Linked DNA regions of Gossypium hirsutum: regions 1 and 2 are each linked to region 3. The links are chromatin contacts, called in public Hi-C maps. All regions are on one chromosome and are shown on one strand. The core of a region is the stretch at or near the end of the contact, and the rest is flanking DNA. Distances in the headings are between cores, read along the strand shown.

What was found. Hi-C and Micro-C count contacts between places; a contact is called where the count stands out from the background.
Region 1: a contact with region 3 is called in a Hi-C map of leaf, with 4 times the contacts expected there. The contact joins the promoter of LOC107955017 here to the promoter of LOC107955010 in region 3. A contact is called at or near these places in 7 of 34 Hi-C or Micro-C datasets (all in leaf).
Region 2: a contact with region 3 is called in a Hi-C map of leaf, with 4 times the contacts expected there. The contact joins the promoter of LOC107955002 here to the promoter of LOC107955010 in region 3. A contact is called at or near these places in 5 of 34 Hi-C or Micro-C datasets (hypocotyl and leaf).

The regions. Positions count from the first base shown.
Region 1 is chrD07:53,683,319-53,687,299 of Gossypium_hirsutum_v2.1, reverse strand. LOC107955017 (glutamate receptor 1.2) reads right to left here and starts at 1,689. Exons shown (of 5, transcript XM_016890717.2): 1 at 675-1,689; 2 at 1-600. The coding sequence starts at 957. It overlaps LOC107955018 (ubiquitin-like-conjugating enzyme ATG10), which reads right to left. Exons shown (of 7, transcript XM_041097842.1): 5 at 3,743-3,842; 6 at 2,413-2,507; 7 at 1,793-2,331. The coding sequence ends at 2,320.
Region 2 is chrD07:53,336,416-53,340,744 of Gossypium_hirsutum_v2.1, reverse strand. It overlaps LOC107955002, which reads right to left and starts at 1,472. Exons shown (of 6, transcript XM_016890701.2): 1 at 1,237-1,472; 2 at 1,008-1,100; 3 at 264-492; 4 at 1-88. The coding sequence starts at 1,332. LOC107955003 (a long non-coding RNA gene) reads left to right here and starts at 1,650. Exons shown (of 3, transcript XR_001699787.2): 1 at 1,650-1,931; 2 at 2,277-2,366.
Region 3 is chrD07:53,542,410-53,546,920 of Gossypium_hirsutum_v2.1, reverse strand. It overlaps LOC107955010 (transcription factor SCREAM2), which reads left to right and starts at 2,367. Exons shown (of 3, transcript XM_016890713.2): 1 at 2,367-2,849; 2 at 3,865-4,035. The coding sequence starts at 2,718.

The DNA of each region.
Region 1 (3,981 bases), core at 440-2,939, 140 kb before region 3:
CGAACCTGCGAAGCTCCTTTGATGCCGGAATGTGAGGTTTGAATCCTACCACCCCCTGCATTGACTCAAAGACTGATGGATCCATTGAATTCATGAAATTAGTAATCATATCAGTTGTTATCCAAGCATACCCTTGAGTCAACATTCCAAGCTGTTTAGCATTTAAGAAAAGTCGAGATGCTAGAATAGGTGACATATGCACCACATATACAGTCATCTGCAAACTCATGAGCTTCATGAGCTGCTCAACAATTTCTTCATCAGTAGATGATGTTAGAAGGGCAACATGCTGATCAAGACGAAAACCAGTCATACTAGAAAGGATTGGTCTTGCAGAATCATTATCTTCATAAATGAGGATAACACTTCTCCAACTGAATGCTTCAACAATGGCAGCGATGGCTTTGGCTCGAGAAGACTCATCTTCACCAATTTGAATTAAATGAGGATACTCAAAGGAGGACAAAGATAGACCAGCTGCGAAGAGTGAAATAATTGGAATTTTTACTCTAGATCCCAACTCCGCTAAAATCTTCACTCCAGCTGAATTTTCCGCAACAATAATGGCATCCAATTTGAAATTTTCCAAGAGAACCAAGGCTGCAAATCAGTAAGTGTACGAGTGAGGACTTTTTCATAACCAAAAAATAGATGTCATATACAGAGAAACGTACCTTGGGATAGAAGAAGCAACGGATCACCCCCAGAATCTCTGGTATGCACAACTAGTTTTGTTTGATAGTGACAATTCTGACTGTAAAAATCGGATATAGCCATGGAAATGCAGCTATCAACAATTTTTCCCACCCAAGATTGCGCATCAAGAATCAACCCTACATGAATCATTTCTATGGCAGTATCATTGATACTTGTATGATTGGTTGACAATGGCTGTACAAGACTAAACAAGGTTGTAACTACAAAGAAGGTCCACTTAGCCTTTCTTGCGAAATCCATGCAGCCAAAAAGCAGTTTTCCGAAACTCTAGTCTGCCGGTAAGGACTACTTTATTCCTTCATCTATGATTCGAAGAATACATGAGATTGACTACACTATACTTGACCGACTCCCAGCGTGACTCAGTCCAACATGAACAGTTGACTTGACGCTAAGAGATATTATTCTTCTTTTAGTTGACCGATAAATTTGAACCACGTATTTATAGATTAAACTTCAAAACACAATATATTGTATTAAATACAACAGGGAATCCTGGAAGCAATGGTTTCAATGTCGTGGTTCATCTGATAAATTTCCCAGGAAAAAGCTCAAAGACCAAAATAACAGCTAACAAATTTCCTTTGGGGTTTTAAACAATAATTCGTCTTTAGCTATTTATTTACTGCTATCAGTTTGTGTTTCCCTGTCGCGGAATTACTGCTATCAGTGGCTGAGTAGTTCCATGTTAATAATAATCACAAGCTCAGCGATTAACCGCCAGTGTATTTAGTTATTTATTTACTTTCTTAAACATAGTCATCCCTGCTCTACTTAGAACTAACAGTTCGCATATTTGTCTTGTTTGTGTATTTAGTAATGCCATAAATCATGTTTAATACATTTCAGTTTTGACGTGTTTAATCACGTTTTATATTCATTTACATGGATTTTGAGAGATTCATACATTCATGTCATCTTTTTTGTGCATCATGTCTAATATTGTCCCGTCCCCAGTTAACCTCTGCTTGAAGCTAATAGATGACGAGGAATATATATATGTATTATGCATATAATGTATGCTTTTCATTTTCCAGTATGGATATGATGTATTGGTAGAATTGAGTTCTCAAACTAGCTGGAAGATGTAGCAATCCTTTTATATTTAAAAGATGAAGAAAAATAGAACAAACACTTGTAATATGGGATTCAATGGTGGTAGAACCTACGGTAAAATTTGACTATCAGCCCTAGTTTGAGATTTTAAGAGAGATTCTAAGACCAAAGACTTGGCCAACAACTGAGAACCATGATAGAAGATATAGTTCCAGCACCACTTCAAATTTAGGGTTAGCAGTGTCACTGAGAAAAAGCAACTTCATCCACTCAGCAGTCCCACATGGATGTAATTTGTACCATGGTCTTTTCAAGCATGGATGTTCCTATAATTGAAAATAGTCGCATATCATCTTCATATAACATGCTTCTAAACGATTTACCAAAAAAGAAAGAAGAAAGGAAAGTTATGGTCATGTCATTGTGTTTGGCATGAAGGATCAATAACAGCGAGAGAAAAAAAAAAGGTCAACATTGTGTTTGGTAGGAGAGAAAGAAGGAAAGAGGGAGGAAGGAAAAATTATTTCTTTCCATCATTTCCTTTATTTAGTTATGAATCTGCAAGGAATTTAGAACACTTCTTAAAAACAAGGAAGCTGCAAGGCAAAGAGCTAATAAAGCAAGGTAGGAGAAACATACCTCTTGAGTTATGAATGTCCATTTTTTTGACAATTCCTTTGAAGCGCATGCAGGGAGCTCCTTTTCTATTTCATCCAATGGCAAAGGTCTTCCATCTATAAATGGTATAATATATATCTCACTTATACTCTTCAAATAAATATTGAATCGAATAATTTAAAGCCAGATTTCATCTATATACACCTGCATAAACCCATGCATTCAAAGGAAGCAAGAATATGACAACCTGTTTCCTTGGTCCGCCATCAACATAAACCAGATACTAATATATATATATATATATAAGACAAAGTCACCAACCAGAGAAGCATTACAAATGACCTGACATAATCCCTTAATTAAACAATTACTTGCTACTAACAGCTTTTGTTATTCAATAAGGTGCAATTATGCTATATGAAGGGATTCCTCAGCACAGGGTCTGTCCTGCTGCAATAAAATTTCATACTGTTAAGCTTACATGAACATGACTTTATTTGTTTGGTGCCCTGTTTGATGACAACTGACAGATAATTCTAATAACTAAGCTTATCAGCACCTACTCTAAGTTAGTTCTAATAGCCTCAAGTTGCCAAATCACATCTTAGCAAAGCAAAACTTGTCAGAGGTTAATTTCGTTAGCATGTAGCCATCAATAATTGAATCACCTATCATCCTTCACAAGATTATTTGTTGAAGACAATTGAAAAGTGAACAGATCATAGACAATGAAAACATGTAAAGCATAAATTCATCCATGAATCAATGCTAGGACTTGTATTTCAGATACACTAAGCAAGATTTATGAGATCCATAATTACATTACACGACCACCACAAATTTTCAGGAACTGAGAGTTCCATAAGTTTAGAATATGATATAAATTCCCAGCTGCAAGACAAGCAACAGTTTATTTTGAACAATTTCAATCCTTCAAATCAGATGACCCATTTTCATGATCAGTTAACAAAGCATGCAGCAAAGCATAGAGTATAACTGTTATCTCTTTGGTCTTTTAGCCCCATCCAAATTTGGAGAGAGAAGGGATATGAAACTAGCTCTTTGAGAAGAGGATACACGAACCTACTATAAACCCAAATGCTCAAGCGCATAGCAACAAACCAAAAGTAATTGACGAAAATGGTAATCTAAAAAATAAACAGAAATCATTAGTTTGAAAGAGCACATATCATCAGTTTATTCCAAGTTAGGTTTCTCAAATATAAGATATATCATGCATTTAAGTCATACAAACAAGCTAAACTATGTCAACGAGTATGTTCTATCGCAAGTTGACATGGAAAATAATGACTATCTTGAGGTAGGAAGTGACGGCATCAAGAGAACTTACCGCTGCAGTAAGCACGAAAATATAGCACTGGAACCCTAAATGTACTACTGTACACTATATGAAAGTCACAGTAATGTAATTCATGATGATTGCTTTGAACCTAGAAACCCAATAAGAGCATGATCAAAGTCAGCCAACAGTAAACCAGGCAACAAAACTAGTAAATCCCATGTTTTACTCCCAAGTTACACATGAAATCTTACATTTAATTCAATCAAATTAACTGGAAAAACCAATCA
Region 2 (4,329 bases), core at 223-2,722, 210 kb after region 3:
TCATCGTTCAATTGCATATGCTCGTAAACTGCACGGGCCAAGTATTCATCTTGTTCATCTTCCCAACTTTCTATTCCTTCTTTTGGTTCTGCAAGGAACTAGAGTAAACATTTGAACTAAAAAAGGATGACTTGATCAAATATAACCTCCAAAGTCATGCATTTGCATGATCATTCACCCACTTATAGAAAGATACGAATACAGGTGCAACACTAGGACAGAAGCCTTAACAACAGTGGTTTTAAAGTGGGACTATTAATTACCTTTCTCTGCTGGCTCTCTCCTGAGATCCTCATAAAATATTCTTTGCATTTCTAGCAATATCTCTTCGCATTCACCTTGATACGCATCTTGAAGGCCACTGTATTCCCATAATTCATCAGGGGCTGAGGAAACAGAGTTTGAGCTTTCCAAACAGTCACTTATTGGTGAGTCTTTAATTCTTTTAAGTTCATCAGAAACTATGTCCTGAAAGGCAGTTTTTATAAACTCCTGAAACCAGAAAACACAAAAAAAAAAGAAAAAAAAAGTGATGTACCAATAAACTCACCTGCATGAATTTATTTCAAGAGAAACAGAATTATAAGAAATCAAGAAAAAGCACCTGAATTCAAAAAAAAATACCAGCAAATATTACAAGCAAATTTCACCAGGCTATATAATCCTATGTTACTTGGACTTGGATATGCGTGTTAAATACAAGTATGCATCTGTCATGAACATGTTTAATTTTTTTTCCTGAAGTTTTTCATGTAATTGGAGAGTTTTGGAAGGATTTTTCTGTCTGACACAGGCATGGATGATGGAACACAGGTATTTGAAGAAAAAATAAAGACTGAACCAACATATATTTTATCAAGAGAGGCTAAATAAGTAGCAAGGGTACAATTTTGGAATAAAACCTAAATTTTATATTCCAAGTTCAGGGTAACCTAATAATATGCAGCAAAAGGCAATAAATATATAGAAACCAGATAAAATATTTTCGAATGAAAAAAAAAAAAAACCTTGTGATTGAAAGATTGGGCAGCAGGCAACCTCATTTTCCAAAGCAAACGAGTGCGGTCTTCTCGTACCCTTTTGTAACAATTTTCTCTCAACTACACTTCATCATCCACAATTTAAATAATATTCATCCAATTTCAAATTTTCAACAGATAAAAGAAAGATAAAATGATAAACCCTAAAACCCAAAAATGAAAATCCCATAATTAATACTTAGAGAGGGAGACGAACCTTGTGTTTCCATAAGGAGTAATTGTTGAAACGGGGATGAGTTTTGAGGGAAGGTCGTTGGATTATTGGGCAAGTATCTTCCATCTTTGGTTCCATGTTTCAGGAGCTATCTCCAAACTCGAAAAAAACCCAGCTGAATTGGTGGAGCAGAGAGAGAAGACCGTGAATCGTTGCGAAGAAGCAAGTCGGAGGTTGGTTGTTGATGAAGAAGATGAAGAAAGAATTCCATTTTATTCCACATAATAAATTGTGCAATTGGCGACTTGGTGAGGGTGGCTTTGGGTCTACCCTGAGTTGGCCCAAAACTAATCCTACAGCCTAAAAGGCCTAAAGGTCCCCATATCCACCCATGATTTTGTTAATATGCTCAATGAAGTATCTATTCATCTTTAGAAAACACTTCCACTGCGTTTGGTTGGATGGAATTGCAATTCCATTCCGCAGCAATTCCGCGCGCTACAGTGATGCAGGCGTTTGGTTCACCGTTTAGGTGATTCCACGAAATAGGTATTACGTTCCCATTCCCTCATCCCACGGAATAGCCATTACACGGTTGGGGGTCTGAATACCCATTCAAGCAAGACCGTTTAGGTTTTAGACGAAAATAGCCTGCCTCCCTTCTTCCCAAAATTAACTCCAGCAGATTTCTTCCTCCCCAAATCAAGCATCCATTCGCCCTTCATCTTCATCTCCTGGTACGTTTTCTTTTTCTTTTTTTTTCTTGATAGCATCCACAAGACACTGGTTTCACTGGAAAATGGGAACTCTTTTTGCTATCTCTCACCGACCTTTCGGTCCTCGGTTTCACTGGAAAATGGGAACCCTTTTTACTTTTCAGATCTCTCCGTTTGCTCTTTCTGTTGCTTTCTCCCCGGTGAAAGATCAATCAATTGGCTCACTCGATCTTTCACCTCTTTCAACTTTTCTTTTCCCCTTTTCGGTTGAGACTTTTTCTGCTCAACTTTTATTTTCCCCTTTTAGACACGTTTTCTTATTCTTGTTTACACGAATTGAACTTATGATGTTTCTATTGGATGCAGTGAAATCCAGAAGTATCAGCAAAGTACTGAACTCATCAAGAAACTGCCTTTCGAAAGGCTCGTTCGTGAAATTGCCCAAGCCTTTTTAAGGTAATACCATTAAATTACTGCTTCTTCTTCATTTCTGTTTAATTATTGTAAAGAAATCAAAACTTAAGAAATTAGTATGGTTACTGTTTGCATTTCATGAAGACAGACGATTCATTTATGTTGGCTAAGCTGTAGTTATCAAGCATGGTTGAGGAACTTTAGTGCTTATAGAAAGTGGGTAGTGTAAATTGATGGAAGAAATATAGTGTTCTTTTTCTTGAGATTGAACTAATGTGGACACTCTTCACGTTGAGTCAGCTAGTTGAGATAAAAACATATATTAATGAAGATGCAAAGTGTATGTATCATATATTCTTAATATAAAAACATGAGCTTTTATAGCAAACTAGTAAAGCAAATTATAGGCTACCCTCTCATTGAGTCAGCTAGTTGTTGAACTTTTTTTTCGGTTTCTTCCAGTTTTTTTCGTTTTTCTTCACGTCATTATTGGAGTTCTTTGTACTTTCCTTCTGCCTCATCAGCTCTCAGTTTTTCTGTTTCCAATGAGGACTGTGGGAAACAAATATGATAAGAAACATTCCTAACCATGGATAAAACGGAACTCTTGCAGCATTATTTGAAGATATATTGGATTTTGGAGGTTCATACCTTTAGGCTTTCCACTTCTATTAGAGATTCAACTTTCTTTGTATCTTCAACGAGAACTTCTTTCTCTTGAATAACTGGAGGCGCTTCTTCGATGGCTTTCTTTGCAGTCTCTCGTTCTTTAGCAAGCAATGCATTGGTTTATATTCTGCTGATGTAGCCCTCTATGAAGCCAGTAGCATGTCTTGATCTTGGATTGGGATAATCTCCTCTAACCTAAACTCTTATGTACCAAAAAATATATCTTAGTTGTTGATGTTGATTTAGGTATATATTTCCTCTTTTGTCATATATATTCAACGAATAAATGCCAACCTAGCTTAAGTTGAAATAGCCTAATGGTTTTTAAAATGATATTTATATTGAAAAAGAAAGCAGTATTCTTATTTTAAAAAGAAATTTAGGTTTAGTTAATTCCTAGAAGTTTCCACAACCTAGCCTTCTTTCTTAATTCAGCATTGAGAAAATTCAAACAAAAAACACATATTTGTGGCAAGAAATGTAGTTAGTTAATTACTAATTGAAAGAATACATGTAACTTGTCAATACTATACGTACCCAAGGTCATAATTACCTCTTATAATAGCACAAGCCTCACTATCACTGCACTGATCAGACTATGCAAACAGCCTCATTGAGTTTGCCATCACCAACAATATTGCATATATCATCAGTCAATGTGACACTCTTGACTTTGAATATATACAAATGAGTATGTTCATATCCACCATCCTCCATAGGATAGTCAACTTGCCACCAAAAATATTTTTCCAAACTTCTAGCAGAAACTTTTGACTACTATACATATCCTATTCATCAACTCTATTTTAGTGATGCTTCATTCGCATATCATAATATTTTCGGTAGTACAAGTTGTATCTTAAAGTAATGGGGTGTCATCTTTCCATTTATTTATAAAAAAACACTTTATAGATACTATAGATTGACAACTTATATTTTGGATTATTGGTTGTCTTAGGAGGCTAACTTCTATAGTTATTTTATACTAACTTTTATATATTATTTACCAGAACTGCTGATAGGTAGTCAGTGGCATCAACTGTTGACAACATCATTTATCTTTTTCTTCCTCCTATTTCTTCAGCATCTAGAAGTGGGGTTGACATTTCCCTAATCTGACCTTTTATCAGAGGGACCGTATTAATTGTTGTGCTACAAAGTAAATATATGTATATACATATATCATTCTATAATTATAAGCTTAATTCACGAATTAATTGGGATCCTGTTGACAAGTCATTCAAGTTTTGAGTTCAATTGTTGATGCTTCAACACTGCCATATCACAACATGAAGGGCATAATCATTGAATAATTCCAACTGCCATAAGAAAAATC
Region 3 (4,511 bases), core at 1,118-3,617:
CGTTGCTTAAGAGTAAGCCAAAGAAAAACTCATACTATCTGAGGTCCCTTAAAATCCCAAGGTGTTTTCCATGTTGGATCTTTAGAATTCTAGCTATTCTCTTTCAAAGACCAGTAAGCACTCTTAATCGAAAAATCACCTTTTGAGTTCTGTAACCAAGAAATCCTATCTGACCCAATATCAAGATTAGGAGGGGGAATACTCACTATATGTCGAATGATATTTTTAGGAACATAAATGCGAAAGAAATCGATATTCTAAGCACCATCAGGAGTGACCATATCTTCAAGATAATAATCTGGTTCCATCCCCCACTGAACAAACCAGATTATCTCTAAGAAACGGGCACACCTTAGATAATCCCTTCCAAAGAAAAGAGCTGTTTCCATGCAATATGCTATCCGGAAGAGTATCTCGCGCGCCATATTTAGACCGAAGAACTTTCACCCAAAGAGTATATGTTTGAGACTAAATTAAACCCCAATTTCATAAGAGACAAAGTATTTTGATCTTGAAGTCTTCTTAACCCAAGGCCCCCACAAGAACGAGGTTGCCAAGCTGAATCCCAACTAACCAAAGCCAACTTCCTCTGCCCATTAGAAGACCCCCAAATGAATTGTCTGGTTAATCTCTCAATTTCATCACAGACCCATTTTTGAATTCTCATCGATTGCATAAAATAATTAGGTATTGTGAGTAACACCGATTGAGCTAAAGTGACTCGTCCTGCAAGAGACAGCTTTCTTGCATCCCAGCTAAAAAGCTTACTACATACCTTATCCACCACAAAGTTAAGAGTACTTTTAGTTACCCTTTCATGGAAAAGAGGAACCCTAAGATAAGAACCAAGATCATTAACCCTTTTGAAACCCATTCAGCAGTTAATACGATCAGCATAAATCTCACCAACAGAATGAGAGAAACAAATGCTTGTCTTGTGTGCATTAACTTTATGACTCCAGTAAGAACAGAAGCAATCCAAAACTTCTTTAATATAGTTGGCATGCATCTAATCTGTTTTACTAAAAATAACTAAATCGTCAGCAAAAAATAGATGAGACAATTTAGGACCTGACCTAAATAATCTGATTGGATTCCACTGACCATTAGAGATCGCGGAGTGAATATCATGTTCGAGCCACTCCATACACAAAACGAACAGATATTGAGATAGAGGACACCCTTGTCAAATCCCCCTTGTAGGTTTAAAACACCTTGTAGGCACTCCATTCCAAAGAACTTGTAAGGTAAAACTTGAAATTTTGGACATAATGACCCTTCCCAAATAATCTGGAATGCTAGCAACCAGAATAGAAGCATTAATCAATTCCCATCTAACTCGATCATAAGCTTTTTCGAGATCTATTTTAATCATCATCCAAGGAGTCTTGTTTTTTTTACCCTTCATCGAATGAATGACTTCTTGTGCAATGAGAATGTTGTCAATTATATTCCTTCCTACTATAAATCCTGTTTCTTCTTGTGGGATAATTTTACAAAAAACAAGCCGAAACCAATTAGCTATTACTTTCATAACCAGTTCATACAGAACAAAACACAAGCTGATAGGCTGAATTGTTGGAAACTTTTCGGATTAGCGACTTTGGGAATGAGAGTAATAAAAGGGTTATTCAAAATAAGGTTGATGCCTCCATCAAAGACGTTTTTAACCTAATCACAAACAACACTTCCCACTACGTCCTATTGATTATGGAAAAACAGGGCATGAAAACCATCACAACCTGGGGATATAAGAGGTGCCATTTCAAAATGTGCTCTCTTAATTTCGTCATTAGTGACATTCTTTCCCAAAAATTCAATATCACTCGAATCCAACCTAGGAAAAGAGCTTAGAGGTAAAGCTTCCAAAGGGTCTAAATCTGCACCATAGAGATTATTGTAAAAAGAGACGGCTTTAGATTTTAGAGTTTCTAATTCAAAACACCACTCATCTCCTCTAATTCATAAAGTTGAGATATGATTCATCTTCCTTCTTCTAAGCGTGCGATTATGAAAAATTTTGTATTTCAGTCTCCAAAGTTGATCCAATCGCATCTAGATTTCTACTTCTGTAACAATTCTTCGTGATGTAAGACTTACTCCAATTCTTCTCTAATTTGTATTTCAATATCGACAAGCCAATCCGAATTTGATTTTTCCTAAGCTGCCTAAATAGTAGCCAACCGATTCAACAGTTGCCTCTTCCTTGATCCAATATGACCATAATCTGTCTTATTCCTTGACCCAATATGACCCATAACTTAATATGACCCAATATGGACACATGATCTTGTCCGAGGTCATATGAAGACTGGGTTTGAAATTTAAATCACGCACGGGCTAAAAAAAACTCACACCCTCGTGTGACACGGCCGCTACTCTTTTTAAACCAAAAACCTTACATTATGTTTGGTTGGGTGTATTGACTACCCTAATCGGTGGGTCCCACCTAATCCTTTTCTATTCCGTCGTTTGGTTCAATGTATTGCTAATACGCGTGTAATCCATTACTTTCCTAATCAGTGAAAACCACCGATTTCTATTCCCCTCTTTTGCCCAGATTAGCTACCGCTTTAGCAAATCGTCCCTGTTTTACCCTTCCCCGATCCCCTTTGTTTCTCTTCTGTTCCTTCTAGCTTCATCCGATTTATTTCCTTGTTTTTTTGCTTTTCTTTTCTGCCGATTTGCTCCCAGTTTATTTTCTTTGTATTTGTAACATGGGCGTTTCCTTCCTTAGCTGTGAAACTGAAAAGTCTCTCTTGCTTTCTCTCCCTCCCTCGAGTATCTTCTCTTCGCAGGCAAACAAACATAGCTCAATTTCTTTTCTTATTCCGAGTCTTGGTTATCAGGTAAGGCATCTTCTCTTTTCTCCATTTCAGAAGCTTTAGAACAACCGCCTTTTCTTTTCTTTAATTCAGAATCTTGATTTTATTTCGAGACTATTCCAATTCCCTTTCTTTTCTTTTTAATGATGATTTACAACTGGGTTTTTTGTGAAACTGAAGGAACGGTGGTGGGTGTATTCTTTTTCTTATGCTAAAATTTTAGGGTTTTGTTCTCAATTTCAAGAATTTCTTTGATTTATCATTGTGTTTCTGGGTTTTGGATTAACAAGTTGATAAAGTGAACTAAACTTGGTAGGTTTCAAGATGAGATTGTCGATGGACCTTATCATGAAAACTGGAAATACTTTACATTGGACAAATATAATAGAGGGGACTGAAGTATATACGCAATTGAGCTTATATATATTATTGTTTTTTTTCTTTGTTCTCTTTTATCATATTTTTTATTGTTTTCTTGTCTTCTGCTTATAATAACTAAGCGCTTCTTGTGGATTGTGAAGTGTGATATTTGTTTTTGGCTCTGTTGATGGTTAAATAATTCTTTATTCACGCAAAAGAGGAGCCTAGCCAACTACAATAAAAGCATCTGCGAAACTGATAGTAATCACAATAGAGAAGTATTCTGGATAAGTAATCACTACACTCAAACCCCAGTTGCAAGCAAGCATCTTGTTGGTATCATCCCTTTCAACTGTGGAGTCTTAGTCAAACTGCCTCTATGATTTTATTAAGAATAACTGAAAAAGTATTAATCTTCTTGCCATGAAGCCTAGAATTCCTCTCCACCAATAACTGAAGAAGTGTGATATTTGTTATTCATTGATCAAAATTGTTCTTAAGATTATATCTAGGCTTTTGTTTCTTTGCATTTGGTTGTAGAACTCATGTCAGACATGAGTCAGGACATGATACACACACACATAAGGATTGACATATACTTGCCAAAAACTTTCGACAGGTTGTGTCAGTCGATGTAAGGTTAAGGGAACTCATATATTTCTATTTTTGCAATTTTCAGGTGGAGGTAAGATTAAGGGAAGGAAGGGCTGTCAACATTCACATGTTTTGTGCTCGCAGGGCAGGTCTCTTGCTCTCCACCATGAGAGCTCTAGACAACCTTGGATTGGACATACAACAAGCTGTAATCAGCTGTTTTAATGGGTTTGCACTGGATGTTTTCCGAGCTGAGGTGCCCTTCTTTTTTCTCTTCATCTACTTCGTTGATTTCCATTTAAAATCAATTTTAATTTGCACATCTATCCAACAGATTTCAACTAAAATCTGTCTAACAATTTTTGATGAATGCGATTTCTTTCAAAGTCTAGCCAACTCTAGTGCAAAAAATAAGGCCATATAGAAAGCTATTTCTTCTGTTTAACACTTAAAACTACAAATGAAATGAGCCTTTATTGAAGAAATTCAGTTATTTTCTGTGCATCTTTGCTACATAGAACTGCTGTTGAAAAGAACAGTTCAGTAAAAGTCAAGTTCAAATAATGGTATAGACCATGAGTCAGAAACCCTGAAATTGATGACTCTCTTCCCATTGTCCTTTTGTATATGAATAGCAGACTGACTACTTGCACTAGTTTGCACATAGATTAAAGTAAGAATCCTTGTTTAGTGGGATATATCCTAGGCAATTTTTTCTTTCTGCTCATACCT